Regions from separate parts of the Mus musculus genome. Here region 1 is linked to region 2. A link is a contact called in public HiChIP or PLAC-seq data. All regions are on one chromosome and are shown on one strand. Each heading gives the region's core, a stretch centred on a gene start, on an enhancer-like site or on the middle of the called end of the contact. The rest is flanking DNA. Distances are from core to core; before and after follow the strand shown. Region 1 has its middle 36 kb from the start of Fundc1. Region 2 holds the start of Fundc1 (FUN14 domain containing 1).

Region 1 (4,518 bases), core at 1,704-4,203, 37 kb after region 2:
TTTTGATAGAGAAGCCAGAAATATACAACGGAGAACAGAAAGAATCTTCACCAAATGGCACTGCTCTAACTGGATGTCTACATGTAGAAGAATGCAAACATCCATATCTACCATCCTGCATAAGACTCAAGTCCAAGTAGATCAAAGACTTCAATATAAAGCCTGATACACTGAGGGAAAGTTTGGAATAGTCATGAATGCATTGGCACAGGAGACAACGTCCTGAACGGAACGCCAATTGTATAGGCACTAAGAACAACAAGCAATAAATGGGACCTTGTGAAACTGAAAAGCTTCTGTAAGGCAAAGGATTTGTTAACTAGGACAATACAGCAGCCCACAAAATAGGAAAGGGTTTTCACTAACTCTACATTGGACAGAGGGCTAATATTCAAAATGTATAATGAATCCAATAAATTAGAAATCAACAAACTAAATAATCCAATTTAAATATGGAGTATAGACCCTTTTTATGTTGAAAAGCAGACCAAAAATTAGCAACTTGGTGTGAATAGACAAAAAATAAATAAATAAAGCTTCCTCTGTAAACATCAAAAAAAAAGAAGAAAATTGCAAATGTAAATATCTGATATTCAGAATATCTGATGAGACCCCCAAAAGAGTCACGGCCCACAGGTTAAGAACTGCTGCTGTGGAGAAATTGTATACCCACCCACCCTTGTTATCTCCTTCTAGGATAGCTAGTAAACGTACCAGACAACAACAACAACAACAAGAACAACAACTACAACAAAACAAAACAAAACAAAACTCTTTCATGCAATGAATTTTGATCATGCTCTTTTCTTCCCTCAACTCCTCCTCCCAGATCCTCCCTCCCTCCCTCATACCCACCCAACTCCATGCCATTTCTTTCTCTCTCTTTAGCTAACACCGAAGGAGAAACTTCTAATGATCTTAACTGAAAATCAGAGACCAAAGGACATCCTTCTCAGATCCATGGCAATCATGGTTAAACAAAAGAAAAGGCTGTATTCAACGTTCATATTGAATTTATTGTTATGTCTAGGTAGATTTTGTTTCTGTGTTTGTGATTTTGTTTTGTTTACCTTCAAGTGCTAGGGTAAAAGGCACCATACTCAGTTTTTTTTAACTAGTTTATTTATTGCTCTTTTTATTCACATAGAAACCCAAACAAACGTTTATTTACAGTCACAGGAATTGAACTCGGTGCCTTGTGTGTGCTCCATCACTGAATGGTACTTCCATTTCATGGGTCTGGCTAGTTGAAATAATCTAAGAATTGCTTCTCATTTCATGTAGGAGTGAGTGTTGACTACAAGTGTTGTTGTGAAGGCAGCTGAAAGAGTTTTGAAAACCCTAGATGAACCGATTTTGGAGGAAAATAACTTGCTTAGGCAAATCTTCAGTATGAATGAGATAGCTCTATTTTTCAAACAGATGTCTGAAAGAACTTTTACCCACAAGGAAGCTACATCGATGGCAGAGTTCAAGGCTTTTGAAGATGTCTTGCTTGGGGGCAGTGTTGAGGGTAAAAATTAAAACCTGTTATGATCTGGCACATGAGGACAAAGCATATGGATAAAGAATGCCCTGCCCATTTACCACAAGAATAGTGTCTTAAGGTTTCCATTGCTCTGAAGAGACATCATGACCAAGGCAACACTTATAAAGGAAAACATTCAATTGACTCTGGCTTATAGTTTCAGAGGTATAGTCCATTATCATCATGGTGGGAAGCATGGCAGCATGAAGGCCGACACTGTGCTGAAGAAGGAGCTGAGAGTTAGTTCTACATCTCAATCCGAAGGCAGCTAGGAGAAGACTATCTTCTGCAGGCAGCCAGGAGGACTTGGGTGGAGCTGGAATGCAGGATCTCAAAGCCCATTCACACAGTGACAATCTTCCTTCCTACAAGGCCACACCTCCTCCTAACAATAAGGCCAAACCTCCTAAGAGTGCCACTTCCCATGGACTAAGCGTATTCAAACCACTACAAATAATAGTACAAAGTCAGGTGACATCTCTTCTAAGATATCCTGCTGAACTGCTGTGCCACTGAGATGAGAAACACTGTTTGGAGAATAGCTTGCTTTCAGCATATTGGTTATTGTTAGTGATGTTCCCATTTGCCCTCCTTATATTGTGATCTTTATCTCAATATCAAAGCAATATTTCTCTCTCCAAATGCCACCAGAGAATCAGGTAGTTACAGCAACTTTTAAGGCTGGTTACCTAAGTAGGCTTTTGTCCAGGCTAGTACAGCCTTGGAAGAAGACACTGAGAAGGGATGAATACAGTTCCAGAAGGATTACTGCATCTATGGCTGCATGAGATCCTTGCTTGGAGATATGTCTGAGCAATTTCCTCCTGAGATGAAACATTCCCTCCAGGAAGGAACATGGAGGCTCATGAGACTTAGAAAGTAAACAAACATCACATGTCTGGGAAAGCTAAAGCTATAAGATTCTGGACAACCTAAGGAAATGGAGACAGTAAAAAAATGCCAGGGAGAAGAGAGGAGAATAATGTGTCAAGAATGGACTGTCTGTCAAGATGCCTTGTATATCAAGCAGAGAGCTTTAGGGTTGCAGCTTCAGTGACCCTTTGGGAACTGGTATTTTGGTCATACAACTGCTCTAAAATCATCCTTGGTCTTGTAAGTAACTCAAAGAAAGTTATTGCTTTGCCAAGCTGGACTATGGTGGGATCGTTTCTTTTTGTCATTGGTGCCCTCTTTGTGGTGAGTAGACAGAAAGGCCTCACACAGCATGCACAGAGTGATGTACTAAAGGAGTACCTTGGTACCAAGTATGGAGAGGTTATAAAAATCAACAAGGTTGTGTTTGAGATAGGGGAGCATGACACAGAGGAACTCCTCCACATAATTTCTAAAGACATGACCAATGACGAATTGCTGGGACTGGAACATGAAGACACAGTCTATAAGGAAGTAGGAAGAAGGAAATGGGGACTGGCATCAAAAAAATGAAGCTCCCTTAACAGTGGAGTGTTTGCCAACAGCTTTTGTAGATCTCAGCCAGTTCCTTAAAATGTTTGAGGAAATGGACCCTGAGGTGGTTAGTGTTAATTATCCACTTAACAGAATCTAGAATTGCTTGGGTGATGGCCTTCTGGGAGACTTTTCTTTAATTAATTGAAGTGAGAAGCCCCACCCATGGTAGGTGGTGCCATTTTCTGGCTAGCATCCTGGAAATATGTAAGTGGAGAAAAGGAATTGATCAATAGCATGCATTCACTTTCTCTATTCCTGACGTGTTCGCTCCTGCTGCCTTGAATTGACTGCTATGGTGAACTTTGTATCCTGGAACTGTGAGCCAGATAAAACCTTCTTTGCCTTAGGTTGCTTTTCTCAGAATATTTTATCACAGCAACAGAAAAAGAAACTAAGATCTCACATTTAAATATCTTTTCTAGTAGAGAGGAATGTGCACCATGCATTGTCCACTATGATGAAAAATATCTGTAAACAAGTGATTCACATACTCCAGCTGAGCTCCATTTCCTAGAATTTCCAAATCTTGATTCTTTAAATCAAGTTAGATGCCTCTAGCAAACTTGATGGTTTGATTCCTATTATTTCAGCAAGATTTCAAGAAAGAGAAGGGAAGTCAGGTGGTAGAGTCACATGTGTTTGGCTTTAAATAAGAAAGAATGAACTGTTTCAAGCACTGTCTCAAAGCCTTTTTGAGGAAATTACTTCAGAAATGCCACCAACTTGGACTGAAAGAGATGAAGAAGACAGAATGCAGGGTCCTCTTGAATGCCTAACATTCTTCTGGCAAGAAGTGCACTAAAATGGTGCTGCCTTTCCTGGGAAAGGAAGGATGACTCTGGAAGCAAATACTCAACCAAAAGTGACAATAAATTATTCCAGTAAACAAAGAACTAAGCAACATCTGCCCAGATTTCCAACTGAAGGAAGCTGTGAGGTAGTAAATGTAAGTAGTGTTAAGTAGCTTGCTTTGGGGGTGGGGGGGTGGGGGGAGCAGTGTTCTGTAGCAACAAATACCTAACACACTATCTTCATCCTGTTTTCTCCTATCCCAAGTCTAAGTACCATCATGACTTTGGTGATGTGCTTACCGGTATATACCTGTCTTAGGGTTTTACTGCTGTGAACAGACACCATGACCAAGGCAGTTCTTTTGAGGATGACATTTAATTGGGGCTGGCTTAGAGATTCAGAAGTTCAGTCCATTATCATCAAGTTGGGGGCATGGCAGTGTCCAGGCAGGCATGGTGCACGAGATGCTGAGAGTTCTATATCTTTATCAGAAGGTCGGTAGAAGACTGGCTCCCATGTGGTTAAGAGAAGTGTCTTTTTGCCCACCCCCAAAGTAACACACTTTGTCCAACAAGGCCACACCTCCTAACAGTGCCACTCCCTGGGCCAAGCACATTCAAACTACCACAATCACTTTGTAAAAGTTTTTTTTTTAGATTTATACAAATGGTATTACACTGCACATAGTATACAACTGGGATTTTCCTCTCAACACTTTATTTTTGACA
Region 2 (4,900 bases), core at 103-2,602:
TCTCATGTTTTTTCCAGTTATTGGCACTGAATAGCAAGTAACAACTTACTTATAATTAACTTGCTTAAGTTGAAAATTTGTTAATGAATTAAAGGAAGTGTAAAGGGTGGAAGTGGAACTATGGTGGGCCTTTGACAGAGGGAAATCATCAAAATCCAACCAGGACTATCTGAAGGCTGATACAACCAATAAGATCCGGGAAAAGCCCCAAAGTTGTGTTCTTCTGGAATTTAAAAGTGGGGAGCCACTGAAGATTTATGGAGGCTGTGCCATTTACAAAAGGACAAGAGCCAGGTTCCCACTAAAATTTAATGAAAAGAATGTTCTCACCAGCCAGTCACGCCACCCATTACAATCTGAGTAGCTACTGAGTATTTTTCTACCATAGGTCCGGAACTGTGGCCAAATACTCGATTCCACCAGTGGTGTCTTCTTGCATATTCAGTTAAATCCAACACTTCGTATGATTCGTCATCGCTTTCATAGTCTTTAAAAATACAAAATGGAAAAAAAAAACATTCATTCTACAGTCTGAAACGTCTCACAAGCTGTTTTCATAAAACCTGTGGGCCAACACACTGTCATGTCTGGTCTACAACTAAAAAGGCCCAGATGTAAACGAAGGAGCGTGATTAACTCGATCTGGGAGACTAGGGCCTCAAGCATAAAGGGCCTAGCAACAGCATCGGCATTTCCTTTCCCAAGGCTTAGGGACACGCAGCCAGAGGCCAGTTGAATTACAAAGCAGTGGGCGGTCACCCGCACAATGAGAATAAGGTCAGGGCAGGGTACATTTCCATCTGTGGGAAAAGGGGGCGAGGGGATGATCCTTCCATGAAAGGAAAAGTCAGGAACCTAGCAAGAGGAAATCAGAGCAGGACTAAAACGCAACCAACCATGGAAATCAACCCGCCAACCCTCCTAATTTTGCAAGATGGAGAAGGGCTCGAGGTGGGGGCAGGGCAGGGCAGGGTCTAGCCTTGGTTAGGTGTAGGTGAGCATGCTAAATTCCGCAGAGAGGGAAAGGAGACCTCTGGTTCAAAGGGGCTCTCGCAAAGGGGCTGTACAGCGACAGAGCCCCAGAAACACTGGAGGAGGGAAAGGGAGAAACACCATAGCAATAAAAGGTCGAGTGCTGTGGGCAGCGTCCCAGAGACTACTTCGGGCCCTGGCTGCTCACCTTGGGGAGGGGGGTTCCGGGATGCCATGATACCGCCAGCGGCCAGTTGGGGGTGGTCCCTGCCCGCCTCTCCCCACCACTTTAAAGGACGCTCTAGGCCGAGTTGGAAGTCTATGGTCTCTCTTTTTTCCTCAGCCTCCTCCTCGCCCCGCCCACACAGTCGCGTCACCGCCACTCTTCCCTGTACACGACCTCCAACAATTTGTGCGCAGCCGCAAGGCTTGGGACTTGTGATGGAATAGCTGAGTCCCCGCCCTCCTATTGCTTATGGGAAATGTAGTCCGTGCTCTTTTCCACTGTAGCCTGGGCATTACCCCAACCTGCTCTAAGTTTCTAAGAGTTTTTTGTTGTTTTGTCTTATTTTTGTTTTTGCTTTTTGGTTTTTTTGTTTGTTTGTTTTTTACGCTAAAGGAATGGAGGGAGGAGCGGCTAAGGGTAATAGAACAAGATAATCAGTTTAGTGTTGGCAGACTGTTCTTAACAAGTCTTTAGTCAGGATGCTTCAACGAAGCTGTCTTTCTGATTAGGTGTTCTTTTTTCAGGCCCTATCTTTGGCCTTTAGTTCTTTCAAGAATTCTGTTGGCTTTAACAGAAATTTCAGGCCCACTTCTTGCTTGATGTCTAATAACCCAGTCATTCTCCAGTAAGAACCCAATTAAACTAGCTCAGCAATAAACTCCCTTGATGTCTCCTCTTGGTAGGACTCTACACTTCGACCCCCTCAGATTATGCACTATAAATCTCCAGCTTTTTGTTGTTGTTGTTGTATCCCAAATTAAAATAGACCCACTATCTATTTTAACAAGTGTCAGGGCAAATATTTTAAAGGTTTTTTTTTTTAATGAAAAAAAATTTTAATTAGATATTTTCTTTATTTACATTTAAAATGTTATCCCCTTTCCTGGTTTCCCCTCTGAAAACCCTCCTCCCCCTATCACTTCCCCACTCCTCCAGCTCACCAACCCACCCACTCCTGCTGCCTGGCTCTGGCATTCCCCTATGCTGGGGCATAGAGCCTTCACAGGACCAATGGCCTCTCCTCCCATTGATGACTGACAAAGCCACCCTCTACTACATATGCAGCTGGAGCCATGGTCCCTCCATGTGTTTTCTTTGGTTGGTGGTTTAGTCCCTGGGTATCCTGGGAATAGCGGTTGGTTCATATTGTTGTTCCTCCTATGGGGCTGCAAATGCCTTCAGCTCCTTGGGTCCTTTCTCTTGTTCCTCCATTGGGGACCCTGTGCTCAGTCCAATGAATGGCTGTGAGCATTCACTTCTGTATTTGCCAGGCACTGGCAGAGCCTCTCAGGAGACAGCTATAACAGGCTCCTGTCAGCAAGCACTTGTTGGCATCCAGAAAAGTGTCTGGGTTTGGCGACTGTATATGGGATGGATCCCCAGGTCACATTTTTCTCAAACTGCTGAGGGCTCTAGTTTTTTTAGTGCCCTGTTAGTCGAGCAGACTTTTGCTTGTATTTTTGGTTGGTTGGTTATTTTTAGACAACATCTCACATAACCTAAGATTCTCTGGAACTCCCTATGTAGAGCACGCTGGCCTCAAACTTACACAGACCTACTTCCCTCTGCCTCTCCAGTATTAGGATTGTTTGTTTGTAAACATGGTCACACTATGTAGCCCAGGCTGGCCTCTGATGCTGGATTCCTCTGTCTCACTCTGCCCAGTGCTGTGATTACCGACATTCACCACAAAGCTGTGATTTTAAGAATTGTTATTATTTGAATGTGAAATAGGGATAAAGTCTGTTTTTTTACCACAAATTTCCATGGATTCTGTAGAATATAAAAACATGTTGGATACCAAAGAACTAACCCAAGTTCACATAAATCAGCACCAAACTTATTTTAAATATGCATTCTAGCCCTTCCGGTCTGCGGCAGCTCCATCACCTTGGGCTCGAACTCCGAAGACAGTCCCACAGTCCCCAAAGGACTCTCCACACGATCTTAGGATCACTGGTGAGTGGAAGACAACATCAGTTCCAAACCAATCTTGATGGGCCTGTGCCAGCAGCAGGGGCGCAGGAAACCCACTTGACCAGGGGCTCAAGTCCCTTCTGGTCAGTGCCAGCTCCAAGCCACCTTGGGCACGAACTCAACAGATCGTCCCACAGTCCACAGAGAACTCTCCACGCTACAGGCACCCTAGCACACCCAGGATCTTAGGATCACTGGTGAGTGGACACAACATCTGTTCCAAACCAATTGTGACAGGCCTGTGGCAGCAGGAGCAAGGACATGTGAGCCCTGCCTGACGAGCTGCTCAGGTTCCTTTTAATCAGTGCTGATATACCTTGGTTTCGAACACACCAGACAGCCCCATGGTCCCCAGAGGAGACACTACTTCCAGACGCTGTAACATGCCCAGGATCTTAGGATTCCAGGATACTAGGATACCAGGATACCAGGATAGCAGCAGCTTGCTCACTTCAGAACCTCGGGGTCTCAGAGGAAGCTTGACTGCCAAGAACTCTGACACAGCCAGAATCTCAGGTTAACAGGAGCCCGGAATCATAGAATCACAGAGAAACCTGGACACTGGGGAGTACTGAATCAATCCGGATTATAGAAAGGACAGGCTCCAATCAGATATATTGAGGGCAGCAAGCACTTGAGATAATCAGATGGCAGGAGGCAATCATACGAACAGAAGCAACAGAAACCAAGGTTACTTGGCAACATCAGAACCAAACTCTCCCACAATAGCAAGTCCTGGATACACCATCACATCAGAAAAGCAAGATATGGATCTAAAGTCACTTCTCATGATGATGATGGAGGACTTTAAGAAGGAAATAAATAACTCCCTTAAAGAAATACAGGAAAACACAGGTAAACAGCTAGAAGCACTTAAGTAGGAAACACAAAAATCCCTTAAAGAGTTACAGGAAAACACTACCAAACAGGTAAAAGAATTGAAAAACAAAAACATCCAGGATCTAAAAATAGAAGTAGAAGCAATAAAGAAATCACAAAGGGAGACAACTCTGGAGATAGAAATCCTAGGAGAGAAATCAGAAACCATAGATCCGAGCATCAGCAACAGAATACAAGAGATGGAAGAGAGAATCTCAGGTGCAGAAGATTCCATAGAAAACATGGACACAACAATCAAAGAAAATGCAAAATGCAAAAAGATCCTACCTAGCTCAAAACATCCAGGAAATCCAGAACACAATGAGAAGACCAAACCTAAGGATAATAGGTATAGATGAGAATGAAGACTTTCAACTTAAAGTGCCAGTAAATATATTCAACAAAATTATAGAAGAAAACTTCCCTAACCTAAAGAAAGAGATGCCCATGAACATAGAAGAAGCCTGCAGAACTCCAAATAGACTGGACCAGAAAAGAAATCACTACCAACATGTAATAATCAGAACAACAAATGCACTAAATAAGGATACAATATTAAAAGCAGTAAGGTAAAAAGGCCAAGTAACATATGGAGGCAGACCTATCAGAATTACACCAGACTTCTCACCAGAGACTATGAAAGTCAGAAGATCCTGGACAGATGTTATACAGACCCTAAGAGAACACAAATGCCAGCTCAGGGTACTATACCCAGCAAAAATCTCAATTACCATAGATGGAGAAACAAAGGTATTCCATGACAAAACCAAATTCACACAATATCTTTCCATAAATCCAGCCCTTCAAAGGATAATAAAGGGAAAACACCAACACAAAGATGGAAAC

What was found. HiChIP or PLAC-seq counts read pairs in DNA pulled down with a chosen protein or histone mark.
Region 1: a contact with region 2 is called in an H3K27ac HiChIP or PLAC-seq map of microglia, with 22 times the contacts expected there. The contact joins the enhancer-like site here to the promoter of Fundc1 in region 2. A contact is called at or near these places in 3 of 484 Hi-C or Micro-C datasets (bone marrow-derived macrophages and macrophages), 4 of 115 datasets of contacts at active chromatin or transcription factors (the SCID.adh cell line, embryonic fibroblasts, embryonic stem cells and 1 more) and 1 of 9 other capture datasets (liver).

The regions. Positions count from the first base shown.
Region 1 is chrX:17,605,983-17,610,500 of GRCm38.p6, forward strand. No RefSeq gene overlaps it. Among named protein-coding and RNA genes, the nearest start is that of Fundc1, 36 kb to the left of the region's middle. Within about 2 kb of position 2,954, at least 8 of the 459 cell types and tissues checked have an H3K27ac peak or open chromatin away from gene starts, as enhancers often do. A contact at or near this core is called in bone marrow-derived macrophages and microglia, where this site is marked.
Region 2 is chrX:17,570,973-17,575,872 of GRCm38.p6, forward strand. It overlaps Fundc1 (FUN14 domain containing 1), which reads right to left and starts at 1,353. Exons shown (of 5, transcript NM_028058.4): 1 at 1,181-1,353; 2 at 331-487. The coding sequence starts at 1,208.